3 separate regions of the Mus musculus genome follow, and all the other regions are linked to region 2. A link is a contact called in public ChIA-PET and HiChIP or PLAC-seq data. All regions are on one chromosome and are shown on one strand. The core of a region is the stretch at or near the end of the contact, and the rest is flanking DNA. Distances in the headings are between cores, read along the strand shown. Region 1 has its middle 41 kb from the start of Rpap3. Region 2 has its middle 92 kb from the start of Gm41393. Region 3 overlaps Pced1b (PC-esterase domain containing 1B).

What was found. HiChIP or PLAC-seq counts read pairs in DNA pulled down with a chosen protein or histone mark. ChIA-PET counts read pairs in DNA pulled down with a chosen protein or histone mark.
Region 1: a contact with region 2 is called in a CTCF HiChIP or PLAC-seq map of the NIH/3T3 cell line, with 10 read pairs. The contact joins two enhancer-like sites. A contact is called at or near these places in 1 of 15 datasets of contacts at CTCF or cohesin (the NIH/3T3 cell line), 3 of 484 Hi-C or Micro-C datasets (CD4 T cells, cortical neurons and granulocyte-monocyte progenitors) and 3 of 115 datasets of contacts at active chromatin or transcription factors (Th17 cells, embryonic stem cells and memory CD8 T cells).
Region 3: a contact with region 2 is called in an RNA polymerase II ChIA-PET map of memory CD8 T cells, with 17 read pairs. The contact joins two enhancer-like sites. A contact is called at or near these places in 1 of 15 datasets of contacts at CTCF or cohesin (pro-B cells), 1 of 484 Hi-C or Micro-C datasets (cranial neural crest), 1 of 115 datasets of contacts at active chromatin or transcription factors (memory CD8 T cells) and 1 of 9 other capture datasets (embryonic stem cells).

Annotation. Positions count from the first base shown.
Region 1 is chr15:97,662,467-97,666,323 of GRCm38.p6, forward strand. No RefSeq gene overlaps it. Among named protein-coding and RNA genes, the nearest start is that of Rpap3, 41 kb to the right of the region's middle. Within about 2 kb of position 1,410, at least 173 of the 459 cell types and tissues checked have an H3K27ac peak or open chromatin away from gene starts, as enhancers often do. A contact at or near this core is called in the NIH/3T3 cell line and memory CD8 T cells, where this site is marked.
Region 2 is chr15:97,497,087-97,500,819 of GRCm38.p6, forward strand. No RefSeq gene overlaps it. Among named protein-coding and RNA genes, the nearest start is that of Gm41393, 92 kb to the left of the region's middle. Within about 2 kb of position 1,460, at least 39 of the 459 cell types and tissues checked have an H3K27ac peak or open chromatin away from gene starts, as enhancers often do. A contact at or near this core is called in the NIH/3T3 cell line and memory CD8 T cells, where this site is marked.
Region 3 is chr15:97,285,783-97,289,603 of GRCm38.p6, forward strand. All of the region lies in intron 3 of Pced1b (PC-esterase domain containing 1B), which reads left to right. Among named protein-coding and RNA genes, the nearest start is that of Amigo2, 40 kb to the left of the region's middle. Within about 2 kb of position 1,464, at least 18 of the 459 cell types and tissues checked have an H3K27ac peak or open chromatin away from gene starts, as enhancers often do. A contact at or near this core is called in memory CD8 T cells, where this site is marked.

The DNA.
Region 1 (3,857 bases), core at 160-2,659, 170 kb after region 2:
ATACATGCATACACACATACATATACACGCATACACACATATATACATACATGCATACACACATGCATACATACATGCATACACACATACATATACACGCATACACACATACATACACACACATGCATGCATGCATACACACATACATATACACGCACACACACATATATACATACATGCATACACACATACATACATGCATACACACATACATATACACGCATACACACATATATACATACATGCATACACACATGCATACATACATGCATACACACATACATATACACGCATACACACATACATACACACACATGCATGCATGCATACACACATACATATACACGCATACACACATACATACACACACATGCATGCATACACACATACATATACACACATACACACATACATATACATGCATACGCACATACATACATGCATGCATACACACATATATACATGCATACACACATACATACATACACACATACATACACACATACACACATACACACATGCATACATGCATATATACATACACATACATACATACATACATAGAGGCAAAACTCTCATATACAAAAATTTTAATTAATATTTAAAATTTTTTAAAAAGATGTTATATTTTATTAAAAGTGCAATGACATACCACTTACAGATTCTTTTATTTTCTCTTTTTTGCTATGTATTTTTTGAAAGGGTTTCTCTGTGTAATCCTGGCTGTTCTGGAACTCCCTCTAGACCAGGCTAGCCTCGCACTCAGAGATCTGCCTGCCTCTGCCTCCTGAGTGCTGGGACTAAAAAGGCCCTGTGCCACCACACGCACCTAACTTTCCAACTCTTAATCCAGCAGTGGCAAGAACTGACTTGTGCTTTTAGAAGTTTGGTGGCTGACGTGGGTAAAAAGATGCTTGCCATGAAGATAAACTGAGTTCTTTCTGTCCCTAGATGTGGGGCACCAACTCCATGGAGTTATCCTATAACCACACCTGTCATTCTCTCTCTCTCTCTCTCTCTCTCTCTCTCTCTCTCTCTCTCTCTCTCACGTATACATTAATAATAAACATTTTTACTTTTACCTTTGCGATAGAGAACGGCTTATAGGGACTAGAAGCAAAGAGAACAAATAGCAGACTAGGGAGATGTTGACTGTAGACTTTACCTCGTTGGTACAGCAAAGGGCTGGGAACTAAGTGAGCTTCAGAGAGGGAACTATGAGGACTTGGGAGAGGGGTGGCCTGGGGGCTATTGCACCAAGGACGGGGATGACTATCTCTAGATCTCTACCCATTCAGGCTGAAAACCACAGGTGGGGAAGTCCTGGAAGATTCAGTGTCTGGTGAGAGCCTGTTTCCTCACATGGTGCCTTCTTACTGCCCCCTTGTGGTACAGAAGGAGCAAGGCAGCTCTCAAGGGCTCCGTCTTTCTGTATTTTCGCCTTCCTAGTTGCTGTGATGCTACCCGGCAGAAGCAATTTAGAGAAGGAAGGATTTCTCTCGCGAGGACACTGCCCACTGTGGCAGCGTTCACAGCCTGGCAGCGGGAGCCTCGGGCAGATGCGTGCTCCATGGCGTCAGCCAGGAACAGCTGGCTGATAACCCTCAAGACCTTTCGCCTGTCAGCTAGGTGCAGCGTCCAGATTACACAGCCTCCCGAAACAGCGCCACCAGATGGAGACCAAATGTCCCGAAACACGAGCTTGCAGGAGATGTTTCACATTCAAACTGTAACATTTCCCAGAGCCAGCCTTCGAGACTCCACAGAATCGTGTAGAAGGGACCCAAACAATAATCTGTTAAAGATAGATTACCATGCACTAAATCTCACCCAGAAGCTTCTGCCCCTTGCTGCCCCCTTGTGGGCACAGGGATGTTGGGCAAGGAGGTCTTAATCTCACACCAGAAATTTCCGGGTGAGATTAAGAATTAAGTACAGAAGATATTTTTAAAATGATTAAAAGCCAGTGCAGTTTTGCATATTTCCACTGCTAATTACAACTGAAAGGACGTCGTGTACAGATCATTCTAAAAGACAATTCTAAACGCCTGGTGCAATGGCTTACACCTTTAGTTCCAGTACTCGGGAGGCAGAGGCAGGCAGATCACTTAGTTGGAGGCCAACCTGGTCTACAGAAGGAGTTCCAGAATAGCCTCGGCTACATAATGAGACCCTGTCTCAAAAGAAGGAGGAGGAGCAGGAGGAAGAAGAGGAAGAAGAGGGGGACAAGGATGAGTGGGAGGAAAAAAGCTGCTAGTAAAGTAGAGAAAAGAAGAAAGACTGTAGCTGGGCAGTGGTGGCACACGCCTTTAATCCCAGCACTTGGGAGGCAGAGGCAGGCAGATTTCTGAGTTCAAGGCCAGCCTGGTCTACACAGCCAGGCCTATTCAGAGAAACCCTGTCTCAAAAAAACAAAACAAACAACAACAACAACAAAAAACCAAAAAAACAAACCAAACAAACAAAAGCAGACAGACTGTCCGGGGACCTTGGGATATGAGGAATACAGTGTGAATTCCCCGAGCTTAGTGTTTTTCTCACATACCAAACAGCTACAAAGGCCGCCAGCAAACTAGAAACACCAATTGTGTGCATTGCAAGAAAGCTCCTAGGATCACCCATAGGGGACCAGCAAGAGCTTTTTCTCATTAGCCACCGCGGTGCAAAGGGTGGCGCTGACATTTTTCCCCCCAGCATTGAAAAGGAAGGCTGTCAGTCAAGAACTCTGGATCCAGTCAAAACATAATTCTTTCGACGCAGTTTTGGTTTTGTGAGCGTTGTGGTTTTAAGCAGTGGTGTCTTTTTAAGTTTCTATTTTGGTGCCCAACCATCGAGTACCATGTTGTGTTCATTAGATCCCTTTTATGAATGTATATGACCCCATTACTATAACTCACTTTTTCTAACGTTTTAATGTAGGGTAATGTCAATGGACAGTCGTGTGATGAAGTTCACAATGTACCACCTATGTACTTAAGAGTTTATGGGGTAAACCAACCAGCTTGAAACGTCACGATGGGCTTAAATGAAAAGCACAGCGCCACCTCCTGGCCAGAAGCTAACAGTGCAGCTGTTTAAAGGGCGCAGTTCTGGATTTACTCAAATCATCACCAGATCTATGAAGTGTAATTTAATTAACGAAATTAAGACTCTTTGGTTTCATAATAGCACATGTAAAGGAGAGTGTAATTAAATCCCAGTGTCTATCACTATAGTATGAAAACCTTAGTCCTGAGTTTGGGTCGTTGTCAATTAGTTTCATTGACCTGTAACAAATTCTCTGATTAACAGTTAGTGTGCTGAAAAGTTAATTCGTGATAGCTTTCTCCTGGTGCCTCGACGTGCAGTGACAAATCACGCTCTGAGAGACGATGTGGAATACATGGGTTCCACGCATGTATTGTACAGGTGGAGCTGACTTGGCCATGTCCGCTTTGAGCCTTGGGACTGAGGTGTTAGGGTTATTATCCGGGGTTTTGAGGTTGAAACGTGATAGAGTGTGTACGTAAGGGCAAAATAAAATTTCCCGTACGCACTGCCTCGAAAAAGAAAAAAGAAACAAAACAAAACCCGAAACTCGGTTGGCGCACGTCAGACCCACTTCCTGCCTTCTTTCTCTTTCAGGGCTTTGTCTTTTCAAGATTCTCCCATTGTTAAGGACGTGGAATTTCCTCGGCCTCAGCCTCCCAAGTGCTGGGATTAAAGGCTTGTGCCATCACTGCCCTCCAGCATATTAACAGCCCGACAGTCACCAGAGACATTTAGCCACTGTCCAACCGCACCACCTTCAGCGCCGTTAAAAAGGAGCCTTTTCACCGGCTCCTTCCCACCTGTATTTTCAGGATATTTCTTCCTTT
Region 2 (3,733 bases), core at 210-2,709:
CCATTTTACTGCCTTTTAATTTAAGGTTTAAATCTTAATTTAATAATAATATAAAAAAACCCAACTTCATTAGCTGTTTCTAACCCCGAAATCCCCAGTTAAACCCGCCCCCCCATTATCTCAAGCCTGCTCCACTCCCATCAGACTTAAACCAACACAATTCAACTTGAAGTTTTAATTCCACAAGTTCAGAACTATAACTGATAAGCCATTTGTTGAATCTTCAAAAAGAAAATGATATTGAAGACTGGAACATAGAAAGTGATATTCAAATCATTAAAAAGAAATAAGCTTTTGAATAGTATTAAAATTTAGCAGATAGATAAATCAGTCATTAGGACACGGGCTGTCTTCTTTTACTTCCTATTGCTGGGATGAAGACCATGACCAAAAGCAACCTGGGGAGGAAAGGGTTATTTGACTTATCTATCTCAAGTCACAGTCCATAGAGGAAAGCCAGTGAGGGAACTCAAGGCAGGAACCCAAGGCAGGAACTGAATCAGAGACCACGGAGGAATGCTACTGACTGCCTGGCTCACATCCCGTTAACCTTTCTTATACCCTCCAGGATCTCCTGCTCAGGGCTGATTCCATCCACAATGGTCTGAGCTGCCACAGCAATCATCAACCAAGAAAATGCCCCACAGACTTGCCTATGCCAATTTGATTTAACGACATTTTTCTCAATTGAGATTCCCTTTTCCTAGACAATCCTAGCTGTGTCAAGTACTCAGAAGGCTAAGGCACACATGGATGCACAATAAGCTGATCTGAGCCAGTTCCACCCATCCTGACAATATTTCCACTCAGTTCAAGACCATAACCCATGGAAGGGTGCCACCCATAGCCGAGGTCTTCCCACTCAGTTAATCCCATCTAGATAGTCCTTCATATTCCTGGACAGAGGCTTGTTTCCTGGGTTTCTTAGATGCTACGCTGATGACCCATCTTGTCTATCACGATGCCCTTCCAAATAGACATCCATCCTGCCCCTGAAACCTACAAATGGTGCCTTCCATGGGCTTTACAGATGCAATTAAATTAATTGGGATGGAGAGATTAGCCCGGATTTTCCCAGATAACCCCAATGTCATCATCACAAGGTCTTTAAAGTGGGACATGGAAGGGCCAGAATTAGAGCAGACGATGTGATAATGGCGGCAGAATTGGAGTGACTCGAGCCAAGGTTGCAGGAGGGACTACATTCTTCCTGCCGAGCTTCACAGGAGCCATTCCCACAGACATCGTGACTTCTGCTCAGCAAAACCGATCGAGGACTTGTAACTTCCCCAATGGTAAGACAGTGTTTGTGATATTTAACACTATCGTGTGTGTGTGTGTGTGTGAGTGTGTGTGTGTGTGTGGCACACCAGGAGCCAGAGGTAAAGCTCTGTCTCCTGACAGCATCTCTAGCTTTGCACAAGAGACTCAGAAGTGGGCAGGCGCTCCCTGGTGGGATAGGTCATTTCATGGCTGTTGTTCCTAGAAGAAATGCAATGCCCCCTGCTGGCTCTACCCTGAGATGCCCTGTCACAACTAAAATATTAAAGTACAAGCAAGGTATGGTGGGGTTACCCGTCACACCCCCAAAAGGACTTCAGAGCAGCACACTTCCACCTTCTCTGACTCCATCTCCCCCTACCCCACCCCCACTTGTGTCAGGAGGCCACAGCACTCCTGGGAACTGTTGAACTTTTTCTTCCCCAGGCTTCTGGAGAACTCCAAGTTCAAAGGCAATGTGGATGTAGGCCCATGCTCCAGAACACTGTAGCAGATTTCTTTAAACTCAATAGAAAACGCCTTTTAAAAGGCAGTACTTAGGCCCAGTGTGGAGAGGCATACCTGTGGCCACAGCCTCAGAGTCCGGAAGGAGAAAGATCAAGAGGCCCAGGCCAGCCTGGGGTTCACAAGGTTCATGTCACAGACAACAACAACACAAACAAAGACAGAACAACAAAACAAGCAAAACCAAAATCAAAGAACAAAAATGAAAATGTGAGAAATCCCTTTGTGGGTTGTATTTGCTTTCTTACATATCCAGTTTTATAGGTACTGGTCAACGGGAGAAAAACTTTCAGTACAAAGATTCTTGCAAATGTCTGACGGAAGAGATGGGCCTCATAACAAAAGAAAACATGCAGATGTTAAAAGACAAACTTGGGTGCTTGAAAATTCTAATGAGCTTACATAAGCGCCAGGTGACTCATAGGTCGGGCAGCACACGACTCCAGGTAGATCTGTGCTCCAGCTCGGGTAAGAGAGAAGAGTTTTATTAGATATTCTTAGAAGCAAGGAAAAGAAAGTATGCTTGCCAAAGTGGAAAGTCCCCAGGGCAGCTGTTTCCCAACCTGTGGGTCATGACCCCTTGGCAAACCTCTATCTCCAAAATATTTACATTATGATTCATAACTATAGTTATGAAGTAGCAGCTAAAATAACATATGGTTGGAATTACCACCTCATGAGGAGAAGTATTAAAGGGCCACAGTGTTAGGAAGGCTGAGAACCCCTGGTCTGCAATGACGTGGGCTTTGTTCTGCCTCTAGTGCAGTCTAAGGGTCTGAGCCTCCTCAGCCCATGGTCACCCGATCAATTTATTAGTAACACCAGGGAGAGAGGAAGGGAGAGAGGGAGAGAGGGAGAGAGGGAGAGAGGGAGAGAGGGAGAGAGGGAGAGAGGGAGAGAGGGAGAGAGAGAGAGAGAGAGAGAGAGAGAGAGAGAGAGAGAGAGAGAGAGAGAATGAAGAATGAAAGAAGGGGGAGAGGAAAGAGAGAGCGAGGAGGGATGGGGGATGGAGCAAGGGAAGGAAACCTTTAGACAGAAGCAATCTTAACTGTTAACTTCTCCATTCCTTAGTCTGAAGATTCTACACATGGGCTGTGGCAAGGGAGAGCATCTAAGGTCTTTAGAACCTGGTCCTTGAGGGAGAGAGGGATGCAGGGCTGTACCCTTACAAGGCTGGGAATCTCTTGGCAGGCAACTACAGATCTACTCAGCCAAGCAGCGAGCCAATAACTGGCCTCCTCCTGCCCCATCCTGCCACACTGTCACGCTGGGGCTCCCTGCAGACTCCTGACAACATTGCCTTCAAGGGGCTGAGGCCAGAGAAGGGTTAATTGGGGTGGGTGCCCTGAGGTCTGGCAACAATTTTTGTCACTTGCTAAAGGAGGATAACTGTGGGTCCCAGGCATCTTCCTGTGATTCAGCCCTTTACTGCCTTATCCTGGGACTGATAGAGTCAACCTAGTGGAAGAACCAGGCCTCTCAAAGGGCTATCCTTCCAACACTCGCCCTGCTTAGCAAGAGCCTTCAACAGGCCTCTGAAATACTTAGACACTAGCTGGGGTAGAATGCAAACAGGTCCTAGCCGTACCATGCGTAGAAGGCCCAGCTTAAGACAACTTCTCTTTGAGACTCAGTAGTCTTATCTGTTACACAGGTCAAACGCTGCTCTCCTCATGATGTCTGTGACAGAATCACACTGAAGGTGCGCATGGAGTCATTCCATGGGTCCTAATTTTAGCAGACAAAGGCACATAAGTATGTGGTTTAATAACATACTTAAAGTAATACAGTCAACACCAGTAATATGGAAATCATTACTTACATGGTCACTGAAGGAAAGGAAGCAGGAGACCCATTTTAGGGACTGGTCCACTCATCTACTACCATGGGTAATTTTTTTTTTAAATTTTGGTTTTTTGAGACAGGGTTTCTCTGTGTAGCCCTGACT
Region 3 (3,821 bases), core at 214-2,713, 210 kb before region 2:
CCTATGATGGTCCATAGATATAGCGGTATTGTGAGCTTTTTGCTGAGCCAAGAAGTAGTTGATCAGGGCAAAGTGAACTAATCATGTGTGGTTAGTCACGTGACTCACTAATCCCGGGCAGCAGCCTCTTCTCCCATCTCCACTTTGGGGATACATTTAACATGTACTTAGATGCAGAGTGAGCTTTGTAGTTTGTCGCCCATAAAGAGGCGAGCGCGCAGTAGGGTTACAGGAAGACCCACTTTAACGGATGGTTGTTTACTCAATCATCTATAAAATCAATCAACTGTAAATGTCTATCCAGGCTGACTGAGATGGCTCAGTGAGTATAGATGCCCTCTGCCAAGCTGATAACCCAAATTCGGTCCCCTATGTTTGATTCCTGGACCCACATGGTAGAAAGAGAGAAGAGACTTTTCTGCAAGTTGCTCTTTGACCTCTGCTAGTGTGCCAAGGCACCAGCACTTCCCTACCTACAAAATAAATAAACAAATTTTAGACAAACACAGTGGGGCTGTAGAGATGGCCTTTTGTTTTTAAGGGCAGTTGTTCTTGCAGAGGACTTGGGTTTGATTTCCAGCATCCACATGACAGCTCTTCGTAGTTCCAGTTAGAGGGGATCAAGTCCCCTCTTCACGTGTATACACGTGGGCAAAACATTCATACACATAAAATAAATAAATCCAATATGTTTCCCTTAGGAGATGTTCCGTGCCAGTTTGTGGTTGACATGAACAATGTAACTGCATAAGGTGTGCCCTGAGCTTATTAATAAAATATAGCATTTTTTTATGCTGAAGACAGGACTTAGAACATTTCTGAGTAGGCAAAACTTCTGAAGGTCAAAAACAATTCGGATTTTCCTTATGTGCACGATGAAGACCTAAAGTGCAAGAGACAGTCTCACCTCGAATTGCAGTGTAAAGTGTTTGAGACCTCCCCGGGTCTCCATTCAGGGGCCCAATCCCTAAGGTTCCCCTGAGAAGCTGTTTTGATTATTAAAACATGGGTTTTATGTTACAGATCCAACCAGCCTGTTCTTACAGACGGCTTCCCATCAGCCCCTTCTCTGTTGAGTCGATACCAGGCACAGGCAGAGAGGTTGGTCCATTGTGAAATTTGATTTCCCAGGCCACGGGTACAGGGAAAGGCGAGGTCACGGTACCACAGAGATTTGAGCTCTTCAGTTCAAAAGCCACGCACAGCATGAAGAAATGTGCTGCGTTCTTTGAAGTTTGACTTATGTAACTTCACATATCTAAGAGAAATACAGTCCTCCTCCCACTGACTTCGGTTGCTTTAGAAGGATGCTTTAAAAAAAAAAGCAACCGATTTTTGGTAGAACGGAAAAGTCCACTTAACATTTCAGTTTTGTTAATAATAGAGGCCCGGGCCTGCGCTGAGCCTCCTGTTGGAAAGGCCTTCACAAAGCCACAAGGAAACAAAGAGGGTGTCACCTTGATGCAGGGGAAGCTGCATTCTCATGAAAGACAGCTTGGCAGACAAGTGAGAGTGTGACCACGGGCCTCTCTCACCTCAGAGGAAATAGATACTTACTGGGTTTTTCTCTACATGTTTTTCATTTATGTATTTTAGATTATACTCAAATATTGTCTTAGTTAGGGTTTTCATTGCTGGGAACAGACACCATGACCAAGGCAACTCTCATTAGAGGACAACATTTAGTTGGGGCTGGCTTACAGCTTCATTATCATCAAGTTGGGAGCATGGCAGCATCCAGGCAGGCATGGTGCAGGAGGAGCTGAGCGTTCTACATCTTCATCCAAAGGCAAACAGAAGACTACTGTCAAAGCCCACGCCCACAATGACACACTTCCCCCAACAAGGCCATACTTCCTAATAGTGCCGCTCCCTGGGCCAAACATATTCAACCTACCACAGATATGCAAAGGCAAAGTAGGCTCTGTGTTTGAGACAGGGTCTCAAGTAGTCTGGGGTGGCCTTGAACTCCTGACCCTTTGTTCTCAGACCTCAGCATGCATCTTACTTTTAAGTGTAGGAATTGATGCTTTCCCACTGATGTGCAGCTGTCACCACCATCCACCTGCAGAGCGCATTCACCTTGCAAAACTGAGACTCTATGTACCCCAGGTAGAAACTTTCCCTTCACCATTTACCCTACTTCCCCTCCCCTCAAACCTGACAGCTCCATTCTACTTCCTGTTTCTGAATTGACCCGTGTCTGTCTGTCTCTGACTGCCTTCTTTCACTTGGCACACTAGCCTAAAGGAGACCTTATTTATTTATTTATTTATTTATTTAGATATTTTCTTTATTTACATTTCAAATGTTATCCCCTTTCCTAGTTTCCCCTCCAAAAATCCCCTCTCCCTACCCCCTTCTCCCTGCTCACCAACCCACCCACTCCTGCTTCCTGGCCCTGGCATTCCTCTACACTGGGGCATAGAACCTTCATGGGACCAAGGGCCTCTCCTCCCATTGATGACCATATAGGTCATTCTCTGCTACATATGCAGCTGGAGCCATGAGTCCCATCATGTGTTTTCCTTGATTGGTGGTTTAGTCCAGGGAGCTCTGGGGGTACTGATTAGTTCATAGTTGTTCCTCCTAGGGGGTTGCAGACCCCTTCAGCTCCTTGGGTACTTCCTCTAGCTTAAAGGAGACATTTTTAAAGAGCTAAGACGCCTGTGGGTCCAGCTATGTCTATTCACCCTAAGATGTCTCAGTGTGTTTGCACAGCGTCTTGATTCTGACGGGATATAATTTTGCATATAGCAGTAAGCAAACGCCACTCACAGGTGCTTGGAACCCATCCCTGGATACCATTAGCCCTCAAGAGCATCCGTACTGTGACCTCAGGCTGAGGCAGGAGGCTGAGGCAGGCGATTATAAATTTAAGACTAGCTGAGTCTACATGGTGAGACCCTGTTTAAAAAAAGAAGAAGGGTGTGGGGAGGGGTAGGGTGGGGTAGAGGTTGGGGTGGGGGGACAGAGAGAGACAGAGAATTGACAGCGCAAAAAAGCCCTTTGTGGAGGCGGATCAACTCCTCCGCAGAGGCCAGTCTGACTCAGCTGCCGCCAGCCCCCAGCCCACAGGGGCTCTGTGCTTGATTATGGGTGTGTGTTGCCATCTGGTATGTGGGTAAGAACCGTAAGAACGGGAGACTCAGACCCTCCAAGTCACGTGTTGCTGTTAGTTTATTTACCAATTGTCGCACAGCCTGAACCTTCGCAGTGCAGCGTGATTATTCGATCTGCTCCCAGCTATTCACGGGATGCCTCGGACAAACTGACTTCAGGGTGACAAACTGACTTCAGGGAGATCTTCCCGGGTCACCTAAGGGCAGCTTCTTTTCCTGATGTTTTAGAGATGTCTCTGTTGTTAAAAAGCTGTCCCGTGGAGTTTTCTTATTTTGAGTAAATGCCATTTCTCTGGGAGTCTTTAGGCAAATTTCTGTGTGTTTCATTAAATTTTTATCTTGGAGGAAAATACATATCTCCATATCCCGTCCGTTACCCTGGCTGTTTATATTTGTGAGACAATAATTTCAGCTGAAGGGTTGCTTGTGGTTTCTGTCAGTCTGTGTCTTGCGCCTCAGTCTACTGACATTTGGCTGTGTCCCCCAGCCCTCAGGAATGTACAGTGCTTCACCAGAATGCCCTTTCTTAACTTGGTTTCTGTTACTGTGTGTCTCAGTCAAGGGTTTCTATTTCTGCATAGAACATCATGGCCAAGAAGCAAGTTGGGGTGGGGGGGAAGGGTTTATTCCACATTGCTGTTCATCACCAAAGGACGTCAGGACTGGAACTTAAGCAGGTCAGGAACTTGGAGGCAGGAG